Linked DNA regions of Mus musculus: region 1 is linked to region 2. A link is a contact called in public HiChIP or PLAC-seq data. All regions are on one chromosome and are shown on one strand. The core of a region is the stretch at or near the end of the contact, and the rest is flanking DNA. Distances in the headings are between cores, read along the strand shown.

Region 1 (5,731 bases), core at 1,492-3,991, 89 kb before region 2:
CAAATCACTTCCCTCAGAACAGCTATTATCTTACTTGTAAAACTGAAGGCTTATCATTTTAATGCTGTCATGGAAGAGAGAGCCCTGTAGAATGATATGAGAAAGGATGTAGAATCAGGTGCCACCCAAGAAAGGGTGGTGTGTGTGTGTGTGTGTGTGTGTGTGTGTGTGTGTGTGTGTGTGTGTGTGTGTGTCTGTGTGTGTCTGTGTGTGTCTGTGTGTGTGTGTGAAAATAAAAGCTGCCCAGGTAAGCACATTCCTGGGATTCCAGTTCTTGGGAAGCTAAGGTAAGGAGGATCAGGAGTTGGAGGCAGGTGTGGGCTATATTATTGTTATGGGTTTAAAGCCAGTTCTGGCTGCATAGTGAGAACTAATTGTTAAAAAAATAAGAAGGGCTGGAGAGATGGCTCAGCAGTTAAGAGCACTGACTGCTCTTCCAGTGGTCCTGAGTTCAAATCCTAGCAACCACTTGTTGGCTCACAACTATCTGTGTGTGAAAGTGTCTGATGCCCTCTTCTGATATGTGTGAAGACAGCTACAGTGTATTCATATACATTAAATAAATAAATAAATAAATAAATCTAAGAAAGAAAGAGAGAGAGAGAGAGAGAGAGAGAGAGAGAGAGAGAGAGAGAGAGAGATCAGATAGTTGGCTCAGTGGGTAAAAGCACTTGCTGTCACACCTGATGATCTGCATTCAAACCCAGGATTCACATGATTGTAGGAGAGTACCAACTCCTGCAAACTGTCCTGTGACACACACACACACACACACACACACACACACACACACACACACACACACAGAGAGTTAAAAAAAAAACAAATAAATTAAAAAATACCAGAAGGCTACAGCTTCCTGTCTTTCAAGTCTTTTTCTTTTTCTTTTTCTTTTTTTTTTAAACTTTGTGAGTCTTGGCTGTGTTCCACTCAGCTCTCAGAGGACCAGAATTATTAGAGCACTTGGTTCCAAAACATAGCACCTGAGTTAGGTGTGTGGCTCATGGCTATAACATCCTAGTCATAAGGAGGCTGAGGCAGGAAGATTACCATGAGCTTTAGGCCACCCTGGTCAGTGAGTACCAAGCAGCTTACATAGTAAGACTCTGTAAAACAAAATGTGGTGTGTGTGTGTGTGTGTGTCTGTATCTGTTTGTTGGTATGGGGTATGTGTGTCTGTGTGTTTGTATGGTGTGTGTGTGTGTGTCTCTCTGTGTGTCTGTGTTTGTATGGGGTGTATGTCTGTATGGTGTATGTGTGTATCTGTTTGTTTGTATGGGGGGGTATGTGTGTCTGTCTGTATGGTGTATGTCTGTCTGTCTGGTGTGTGTATGTGTGTGTGTGTGTCTGTGTGGTGTGTGTGTGTCTGTGGTGTGTGTGTGTGTCTATTTGTATGGGGTGTGTGCCTGTTTGTGTGGGGTATGTGTATATCTGTGTGTCTGTATGGGGTGTGTGTGTGTTTGTAGTGTAGTTCAGAGCACTTGTGGGAATCAGCCTTCTTCTACCATGTGTGTTCTGAGGATCAAGGCCATCAGGGTTGGTGGCCTTTTGCTCTCTGAGCTATCCCTCCAGTCTCAGATTTCTATTTTGAAGATAAGGAAACTGAGCTGCAGCAGTAAGTGGCTGAAGTCTGTATGCTCTGTTGAGGGGAGCTTGGGTAATGAGAATTCTTGGGACCTCTAGGGCGCCTGTACTATCTTCAGAATGTCTCATGTAGCTGCTAGAACTGAAAGGTTTGTACTGGGACTGTAGAGCTACAGTATCTTTTCAGTTACTATGCTTGCCTGGGGTCCTATAAACAGGACATAAAAGGGTCAGGAGGTCATCCAAGACTGGATTGAAAGGATGTGCCATCAAAATAAGCAACATGGAATAGAAAATAAACAAACCAGGGAGACAGTTGGGATGAACAGGCAAGGAGGCCAGGCCAGTGTCAGAGGGCCATGCGGTCAGTGCCTGGGGCTACTTCTATTCCCATTGGAAATCCTGCTAGGCAAGAGGCCATGGACACATACAGTACAGGGCCAGGAGGGCATAGAGAGTTCTAGGATGCTAAAGTTAGAGAAGATATTTAACCATTAGACAGGGGTACTTCCTCATATTTGATGTTTTTGCTTTACTTCTTCCCTTAAGAAACTCTGACTTAGCCAGGTGCACACCTTTAGTTAGCCCTAGTACTCAGGAGGTAGAAGAAGCAGGCAGATCTCTGCAAATTCAAGGCCAACCTGGTCTTCATGGCAAGTTCCAGGCCAGATAGGACTACATAGAGACCCTGTCTCAAACAAACAAAATACAATAAGATAAAGAACCTCTAACTTTTCATTTTCAGAGAACATATGGACACCAATTGCTAGTGACCCAACTAAGGGGGAAATTTGCTATGTAGAACAGCTTGATCTTGAACTCTTGGAGATCTACCTGCTTCTGCCTGACGTAACAGGGGCTGGGGCTAAAGTGCTGAGAGGCATCTTTAAGTGTGGGAGAGAAGCTGAGGAATTGGGGACTGTTACACATGGCAGGATAACTGTGTTACGGATGAGCACAGGCTGGTGAAGCCCCTTACAGCTGTTCTGTTGGAGGAGTTCCTTTCCCTGGCCCTGCCCATGCCTTTCTTTCCCCATCTGGTTGCTATCAGGCTGTGTGGCTGCTGGCGGGCTCTTTATTTATTTATCCCAGTGTAATAGGGTGAGGAGGGAGCTGGCCTGAGGTTGGCTTTCTGAGGCCATGCCACTGAGCCACAGGCGGTTAGCATGGGTGTGTGAGTCACTGGGGCTGCATGCTGCTCAAACCAGACTCGGACAGGCTCAGCGACAGCAGGCAGCCCAAAATAGAGCCCCGCCCTCTGCAGCTGGCAACCTCTGGCTAGGAATCAGCCCTTTACACCAAAACCTGGGCAACTGCACGTTGTTGGCTTTCTCTGGGTGGGGGCCCTTACAGAGATAGGGATTTTGTAGCTCTCTTCTCAGACATTACACAAGGATAGCCAACACATCAACATCTCCCGTTGCTGTACTTTGAATGTCTCGGGACACTTAGATAATCTCCTTGGTGTGATATACTAGCTAAGAAGTTTGATATTTGACATTGATCTGACTCAGTATCCTAAATGTAGCCGTAGCTGTAGTCTAGTTGCAGCATTCTAGAGCATTACTTGACATTAAAAAGCTACCCACTGCTGCTCTTCCTAAGCTTGAGTTTATGTCAGAAGCACTGGGTAGACCTGGGGAGACTCAGGAGCAACCTGAAAACTGCTCTCCTGTTACATGCATCTACAGGGGGTTTCCTTGTTTTCTCTGGATGGGTCTCCTTTTTTTAAAAAACAAAAACAAACAAACAAACAAACAAAAAAACAACAACCAAAAAACCTTGTGTCAGGAATGTTCATGGTACCCAGGATCAGATCCAAGATCTTATTTATTTTCCCTTCCTCTGGGTTGTCTCATTGAGAGCCTAGTCCCAACAGCACTGTAAACCACTGAGAGCTAGTTTTAGAGCACCATGTCATATAGACCCATGCTTTTTTTCTGCATCCTTGATATTTCCACATGGATATCTATCTTACTGGTAGGTATCAGTGCCTCTAATGCATGCTCCACATGAATTAGTTACTTCTTTCTTTAAACCCGTTCTTTATTTGTATTCTTTGCCTTGGTAGATTAAACCATCATCCATCGGTTCCCTAAACCAGAAACTGAGGTTTCACCTGCATTGCTGCTTTCTTCTTGGTTTTCATTTCCAATTATGACTCACCAACCACCATGGAGTCTGTTCTTTAGTCTAGCTTTTGTTGCCTTAGATAAGCTGATACCCTTTTGGCTTGATGCTGCAACTGCCCTCTTACCTGCCTTCCCATCATCCTCTTTCTGCTTCCCAGTTAAATTTACATTTATCAGAATAGTCTCTTTGAAAAAGAGACATGATTGTCTTGCTTTCTTGCTTATAGTCCTTTAGTGGTTCTTATAGTGGCATGTAGGGTAAAGTCCAAATTCCTTGTATGCTATTAAGACTGGACCTATTTACCTCTTCATCTTGATCCTCCATCATGGTGCCCTGAACTTATACACCTAAAGTGTTATAGCTTCCTGCTTGGACACATCTCATTCATTTGTCTGGTATTGTTTTCTGTATTATCCCTTTGTGGGCCCTGATCTTTCCTTCCTTCAGCTAGCTCTTCTTTCAGACATAACAGACCATGGTGTTATTCCTATAACCTTCTCCAGACTGTTTGTCATATGGAATGATCCAGATATCAAGAAAAGAGGCAGGGAAAATTGAGTTGGCCAACCCTTCTCCATTTAGATTTTTCCTATATGGTGCTTGGAAAGTCCTTTTCCTCACTTTTTTCCTTTTGAGATAGTCGCCCTCAGAGGCCAAATTGGCCTCAAACTCATGAACCTCCCCTAGACTCCCAAGAGTTGGAATTACATGGATGTGCCAAGGTGCCGCAGTTTTTCTTAGTATGGTTTCTACAGCACAACCCGTCCTCTCTTTCCCACAACATCACTGTTTGATTCTTCTCACAAGCTTGTGCTGCTGCATGGCTGAATTGTGGGACTGCCCTCAGAGTCAGTCCATGGTCTTATCTCCCCTCACTGTCATTCATCTCAGCTAGCCCAGCAAGCCCAGCAGGCCCAGCAGGCCACTGACAGCCTGGAGTGCTGGTACATGGTATAGTCTGAACACTCAGAAGGCTAAGGTAGGAGGGTGATGGAGTTTGAAGTCATCCTGGGCTATAGTGAGCTTAAAGCCAGTCTAAACTACTCAGTAAGACCCAGTCTCAATAAAACAAAACAAAGCAAAAAGCCTGCACAACTCCTAAAACAAATGCAAATAAGCAACAAACCAATAAATATTTCTGTGTGGAAAGATTGTAGACATTTTCACATTCAGTATTTCCCAAACTGAATCCATACTCTTATGCACCAAGTTGCTTTTTTCCAAGAACCATCACCTTCCTATTTAAGTTAATTAAATTGAATCTCACTTAACTGAGCCAAAAACCTTGGAGTCAGCCTTGGTTTTTATCCTCTTATACCCTATATCCAGTCCCTCAGAAAGTGCCATTGGCTCTACCTGAAAGAAAGGAACCATAATCTCACTGTGGTTATCACTGCCCTGAGCTACCATCATCATAACTGCACTTCAGAAATGGCCTCCCTACTGGCATCTGTTGCAACCTCAGGAATCTAGGAGCACTTAGCTGGTGAGTTCTGGCTCAGAGCTTCTCGTGAAGTGGCTAGTTACCCCCATTACCATCAATGTTGCTGCTGCACCAGTAGCTACAGCTTCTGGGGAGGTTGGTATTGTGTAGCATGCAGGGTCTAGTGCTAGTTAAAACCACACTTCTCTTCCCCTGCAGCATGTATAGTGCCTTTTGACACTATGTGAACTAGTCAGCAGGGAACCAGCTTCCTGATCAGTTCAAGGTTGATTTCTTTATGTCCTGCATGCAAAGAGAATATGTCTTAAGTAATTTAGTCTTATAATATAGATATATAACAGTTAACATGGTTTTACAGTATAGTTATGGTGAACAACCAAGAGTGACGGCAAGCACTTGTGTTCTTCTGGATGCCTCTGGGGCTTCCCTAACCAATAACTTGTAGGGTGTATCCCATGCCTGGTACTGAGATTTGTATTTAATAATCTATACCTTTTGGGAGCAGTATTGTCCATCCAGAAAAGGCATTTCTTTCAAACTCCTTTTAAAATATATTTTAATTAGCCTGTA
Region 2 (6,470 bases), core at 1,064-3,563:
AGTTAGGTCACGTGCTGTTGTATACATTCACGAAACGTAAAGAATACCATTTTTAAAGGACTGTTTTAGGGTTCTGATATCTGGCCACCTTTATGCTTTGCCTTGTGTCCCCTTTCAAACTGTGATTCTCTCCTTTTGAATGTCAGTTTCTAAAGATCTGACACATGTCAAATAAGGGCTCCTTAGGCAGTGGAGCTGCCACTGGGCATCAGGTGTGCCTCTGCAGAGCGCTGCCTCCTGAGCTGGGTTTAGGCTTCTCTAATACTCAAACCTTCTCAGCCAGGCTGATCACTTAGATGCAGGCACTGAAGATGTGTGCACTTCAAGAGGCACCCTGTGGAGGTTTACCTGTTGCAAACCTCCTATTTGTAATAGGAGCTTTATCTAAATAGCAAAATTTCCACAGTTACTTCTTTATTCCTCTGAGCATAGGTTGCTGGTGGTAGTGGCAGTGGCTCTGTGTGTGTGTGTTCATGCACACATACACACACACACATACACAAGCACACTGAGGATTGAACCCAGGTCCTCACACATGCTAGGTACCTGTTTATGTCTGAAATACATGCTTTCATGCCCAACAATTATTTCTCTCGTTTTTTTTCTTTTACCAATTTTTTACAATTGCAAGCTCTGAAAAATAACCCTGAGATTACTTTACATGCTAGGCTACATCTAGAAATTGAGCCCAAAGACTTGGGAGTTTCATTTGGTGGAATATCCCTGTGTTCCTAGCAGACATCATTCCAGGCCATCCAGGGCTACATAGTGAGACTTTGTCTAAGAGGTAGAGGTGAGAGGCTGGAGAATGTCTATACTCCAAAGCTATCTTTTTCTCAGGACACAATGGTGCTTTGAGATCTGAATCCCGAGCAAGGCAGTAGTGGCACCTTGTAAGTGCGCGTAAACCCTGCACGTGAGAAGCAGAGTTAGGAAGGCCAGTAGCTCAAGGCCATCCTCAACTCTGTGGCAAGGGATCAGCCTGGCTACCTGAGAGCCTCTTTCAAATACATGAGCAAAACAAATGACTTGAACTTCAAATATAGATCATCACGGTTTCCTTTGGTAGAGGAAGGTGCACGCGCACGTGTGTGTGTGTGTGTGTGTGTGTGTGTGTAGCATCATGATTTCTCTAGCATGTCTAGCATGGTGGTACTACTCCCCTGCCATCCCAGCACTCCGGAAATGGAAGCAAGAGAATCCAGAGCTCAAGGCTAGCCTGGACTCCGTAGGTGAGAGACTCCATCTGTAAAGAAAGGAAGGGGTTGAGGGTGAGGGTGAGGGAGGAAGATTGAGCTTTCTAATTATAACTTTATTAAATTTGTGGAACCCGTCGCAAACAGCACAAGATTTGACATTGTGGTGGTGATCTGTGCCCGTTAACACACTTGCGTCTTCTGGTTTGGGCAGTATAGATTATAATTCATCTGCCTTCCTGGATGTTCTATTAAAGTGCACAACCCTCATTCGCTTCCCGGGCAGTCTCTGCAGAGTCCGTGGCTTCTAACACTTCTGAAGTAGGACGAGGAGGAGCGAGTGATTCCCAGGCAGTGCCCGTCTGCAGGTGGATTGGGATCCGTTTGTTTGTTTGCTTGTTTGTTTGTTTGTTGTTTATGCAGCACGCTCAGTGCTCTTCCCTCTCTGTGGATGTCCCCACTTCAGGCTGTTATTCTGTATGGCCTTTCTCCCTTGTTTTTAACAGTGTTTCCAGTCCTATTTGACTCCTGACAAGGCTACATTGCCTCCACCCGCATCCCCTAGTTCTGTACTGGGCAGTATAGGGTCCCCAGCTGTGCACCAGGTCAATACAGAACCCTGCTCCTCCAAGCTGAGAAAGGGAATGTTGCCAGGGCCAGGGTGGGGCACCAGGTTATGAATGACCTCCAGCTTTCGGGTTTGCTTCTCCGCAGGGGACACCGTAGGCGGTTGTGCGGTCCGGCCACTACCCCCCTCTTGCGTCCGGCTGCGACGTGGGTTGCGGTCTCCGTGGGGGTGGCATCTCCTGTCCAGGAGATTTGCGCCTGGTGGGGCTCCCAGGAGCCGCAAGGAACGGGAAGGAGAGACCAGGGTGGGGTGAGGCCCGTCAGGAGGACAATCGCAGGCAGCGCAGGGGGCGCAAAGGGCAGCGGGCGGGTGGACGCGCGGCTGAGGAGCGCGCGGGACAGGGCTGGCTAGCCTTGGGGCCGCCCGCCGGAGGGGGAGGAGGCTGTGCTGCCCTTGCTGCAGGTTCGCTGTCGAGCGCGCAGGAGGCAGGGACATGGATAGGGTGCGGTCTGCGCGGGTCCCGAGCCCGGATCTCTTCCATTTCCCCTCTCACTCGACCCCGGGCTGCGCCGCAGACGGCAGCAGCTCCCGCTCTGCCCGAGCCGCCTGACCGCCGGGCCGGGGTGCTAACCGCGGGTCCCTTCAGTCCGCCGGCCGGGCCAGCCCAGCCCAGCCCGCCGGCCCTCAGCCCCGCCGCCCGCCGCCCCCCGCCGTCGCCGCGTTGCCAAAACAAACGGGCCGGCCTATTTATTGGCGGCCGGCGAGCCGGGCAGCTCAGAGTCGAGGCGCCGAGGGGGACAGCACGCCGCCACCAGCCAGGGCCCCGGGCCCCCGCCCCGCACCTGAGTCCCGTCGGCCTTGAGCCGCGTCGCGCTGCCCATGGCGCCCCCGCATGGAGTCCCCAAGAGCCACCCAGACGCCTGAGTCCCCGAAGCTGTCCCAGCCACGCGCCCACCTATCAGCCCACCAGGCGCCCTCGCCCGCTGCTCTCCCGGGCTACCCGGCCATGTCTCCCGCCTGGCTCCGGCCCCGACTGCGGTTCTGTCTGTTCCTGCTGCTGCTGCTTCTGGTGCCGGCGGCGCGGGGCTGCGGGCCGGGCCGGGTGGTGGGCAGCCGCCGGAGGCCGCCTCGCAAGCTCGTGCCTCTTGCCTACAAGCAGTTCAGCCCCAACGTGCCGGAGAAGACCCTGGGCGCCAGCGGGCGCTACGAAGGCAAGATCGCGCGCAGCTCTGAGCGCTTCAAAGAGCTCACCCCCAACTACAATCCCGACATCATCTTCAAGGACGAGGAGAACACGGGTGCCGACCGCCTCATGACCCAGGTGAGCGCGATCGGTCCTCCCAGCGCGCCATCGAAGCATCGCCACCTGCCCGGCCCTATCCTCTCTTCTAGCACCTTTTTTCTCGACTGCCTGGCACGCCCCCTGGCACCTGCCCTTCTTGTGAATCCCGGGTGTCTTTCTGCCCAAGATGGGCTGGCCAAGGAACCCCGCGGGAGTGTTAGCATCCGGGATCCCGCCCGGTGTCTTTGAGAGGAGCTTTCTGCCGCTGCCAAGCCCCGCAGGTTGGCGGGCGGCCCCTCTGCCCGCGAGTGCTGGCAGCTCAGGTCAAATCTGGAACTTGAAGGTACCTGGACCTGGCTGCCTCTTGTGCCTCCGGGAACCACGAAATCCCTCTCGGCCTAACATTTCTCACAGCCCAGCCCTGGTCATTACGAAGCCGTTTGGCATCCCTGAGGCGAAGAAGCTCAGGACACCGGGGACCCCGTGGCCTTCCCTTCCCTTGTGCCCTTGGTTAGCTGCGCTGCCCTCTCCTGGAGCAGCGACTTGGCTGGTTCTGGGCTTAAGGAATAGCAGGGGAAAGAAAGTCGAATGTGGAGACAGAGGTAGGAAAGGGAACCAGCCGAGGGAGCCCACGTGTCTGTCGCGAGGGCTGAGCGGCGCGGTTGCGGTTAAAGGGTGGGGTGCTGGAGCCTTCAGGCTCTGAGACCAAGCTTGGGGAATCCTTGAGCTTGGTAGCACGGACAAGAAAGATTGGAAATAGGAGTAGGGATGCCTAGGAAGGCAGGGAGCAGAGCTGACACTAACTTATCTCTGCATGCACGGAGCAGGACCCAACTCCACCAGACATCAAGGACACACACTTCTTTCTCCGAAGTCTGGTGTGCCTTGGGAAAGATACACACCCCTTTCCGCTAGGGTCTATCGGCTCTTCCCCTGTTAGAAGACTGCCTTTAGGAAGAGCAGCTTAACCACGGCCTTCAGCATGCGCCCTGGCGCCGGGGCCGGCCGGCCGATGTCGGGGCCGAAGGTTGGCCGGTGGCCGGGCCGGGCTGGGCGCCGAGGAATGCAGATAAGGATCCGGGCCACAGGCTGGGCAATCATTGACAGCGAGGGCCCAGGCTCTGTACCCGAAGGAGGGGGTAGAGGGGAAGAGTCAGGCGGCAGCTGGCTAGTGAGGTTTAAGAACTCGATCACAGGGATCTAGAAGGAGCTACCAGAACCGAGCTACACCCCCGGGCGGTGGGGGTGAGGGCAGTGAGCACCCTCAAGCCAGGCTGCACAGTATGGATTTAGTCACTGTTGGCTCTTGAGGTTAAGTCCAAGGGTCTGTAAGGGCCTAGGCTCTGTGGGGGCAGAGGTAGGTTGATAGATACTTGGCGGGATCTCACACCTTACCTAGGTGTTAAAGACTAGTGGAGGGCTCCTTCCTCGTAGGTGGAAACTCCACCCCCTTCCTTCAGTCAAGTGCACGGTCCCTTGGGCAAAGGACAGGGATTCATGAATAGGCAGCCACTGATGATCCCCCTAGGGTGTCGCTGTTCAAGGAAGATCCAAGGATTCAGGGCCAGTTTCTTGAGATCATAGGCTCGGTTATTTCTCCATCCTTTCCTAAATAGGGACACTACACCCTGGTGGAGGTGGGAGAGTTTACAGGTCCCTTCTAGGGGGTCTCCCTGTGTCCAAGTCAGAGAGGAGGGGGACTGGCTCTCTGCCTGAGGTGTCTCCAGCTAAGCATAGGCAGGTGTGGGTTCAAAAGAAGGTTCCAACGGGAACGTTTCGTGTCACTTGCTGGCGGAATCTAAGAAGAACTAGAAATTTCTACCAACCCTCACCCCCACCCCCAGATCCGGGCCGCTGTTGGGTCTGCACCTGCCGTACTGGCAGGGCTCGGTGTCTGGTGGCCTCAGCTCTGAGGCTGCGGTGACACCTACTGGGCACCTTTGGCCTTGCATGCCCAGCAGGCCAGCCCGCAGGCTGTTAAAATTTCCTCCCTCGTGACAGACAACCCACCTTGATGCCTAGGTAAAACCGAGCAACCGGGCCCTGGAAAAGCATAGCTACCCTTGTGGCGAATCCAAACGCCAAGCAAGTGACAGGGAGCCAAGTGGATCTCCACAGACTGGAGAAGAGTCCCCTGAGAGTTCATGACTCCATGCGTCCTCCAGATCCGTGGCGCCACTGTGTGGCCTAGGTCCCTGGGGACTCAAAGCTGCTAGACTGGGAGAACACATTTAGAGTCCTCTACTCCTAAGGGAAAAGGGCAGAGGTCCTTCCAAGTTTTCCAAGTCCCATGAGTGCTGTCGAATCTTCTGTCACCTGCTCCCCACCGGGTGGCTTCCTTTCCCTAACTTCGAACTTCGTTCCCCTCCACAGCGCTGCAAGGACCGTCTGAACTCACTGGCCATCTCTGTCATGAACCAGTGGCCTGGTGTGAAACTGCGGGTGACCGAAGGCTGGGATGAAGATGGCCATCACTCAGAGGAGTCTTTACACTATGAGGGCCGCGCGGTGGATATCACCACCTCAGACCGTGACCGAAATAAGTATGGACTGCTGGCGCGCTTAGCAGTGGAGGCCGGCTTCGACTGGGTGTATTACGAGTCCAAGGCCCACGTGCATTGCTCTGTCAAGTCTGGTGAGCCGCTGCTGCCGGGGGGCTGGGCCCGGGGCCGGGGCCGCAGGGAGTGGGCAGGCAGCGCAAAGCCCGCTAGGGCCAAGGAGAAGATGGCCTCCGGGGGATGGAGGCGGGGACCCGAGGGAAGAGGATTTCCGAGGCGGCGGCGGCGGCGGCGGCGGCAGCGCTCCCTGCAGCTGCTTTGGACTGCTTGCTCCTCCCATGTCCGGTAGTGTCCCGGCAGGAGCCTAGAGAGACAGGGCCTATTTCCCGAACCACTGAGTGCTGACCTGGTGGTCCACAGCCCAGAGACTGCCACAGGAAGTGCAAGACAGAACAAGTTGAAGAGATGAAGGAAGCCAGGTTGGCAGGCACCACTGTCCCCGATCCAGGCCCATGCAGAACAAGGCATGATGGGGCTAGGGGCCAGAGTGTGTCTAGACATCAGAGTGCCCGACCAGAAGCCTAGAGTTTCAGAATCTACCACGCAAATGCAGGTCAGGCCTCCCAGAGGGGCGCAGGCGTCCCCAATCTCCTCCCCAGAGCCCCAAAGCTGGACATTTTGGAGGTAAATGGACTCAATAAAGTGGATTTTTCCCAGATTGGCCGCCTTGTTGATCAGAACTGGCAGGCACTGGAGCCTTGCCCCTCATCCCCAGTCTCACCAGTGTCCCTGTCACTTACACTTAACCCACTCACAAATGCTTCACATGGTTCTGTGGGTCCCACTCGACTGCACACCCCCTCTACATAGGACTATATAGTAGTTGCACTCAAAGACTGGCACACTAGACTTTTTTGGGGGGGTAT

The links. HiChIP or PLAC-seq counts read pairs in DNA pulled down with a chosen protein or histone mark.
Region 1: an HNF4G HiChIP or PLAC-seq map of pancreatic cancer cells shows a contact between it and region 2. The contact joins the enhancer-like site here to the promoter of Ihh in region 2. A contact is called at or near these places in 19 of 39 promoter capture datasets (the 3T3-L1 cell line, 3T3-L1-derived adipocytes, the C10 cell line and 13 more), 8 of 15 datasets of contacts at CTCF or cohesin (CD8 T cells, the NIH/3T3 cell line, embryonic stem cells and 3 more), 20 of 484 Hi-C or Micro-C datasets (Sertoli cells, cardiomyocytes, cerebral cortex and 9 more), 20 of 115 datasets of contacts at active chromatin or transcription factors (craniofacial prominence, embryonic basal ganglia, embryonic forebrain and 10 more) and 3 of 9 other capture datasets (adipose tissue, liver and pancreatic islet).

The regions. Positions count from the first base shown.
Region 1 is chr1:75,037,606-75,043,336 of GRCm38.p6, reverse strand. All of the region lies in intron 6 of Nhej1 (non-homologous end joining factor 1), which reads left to right. Among named protein-coding and RNA genes, the nearest start is that of Nhej1, 85 kb to the left of the region's middle. Within about 2 kb of position 2,741, at least 42 of the 459 cell types and tissues checked have an H3K27ac peak or open chromatin away from gene starts, as enhancers often do. A contact at or near this core is called in the SN4741 cell line, craniofacial prominence, pancreatic cancer cells and 1 more, where this site is marked.
Region 2 is chr1:74,947,515-74,953,984 of GRCm38.p6, reverse strand. Ihh (Indian hedgehog) reads left to right here and starts at 2,313. Exons shown (of 3, transcript NM_010544.3): 1 at 2,313-3,085; 2 at 5,420-5,681. The coding sequence starts at 2,771.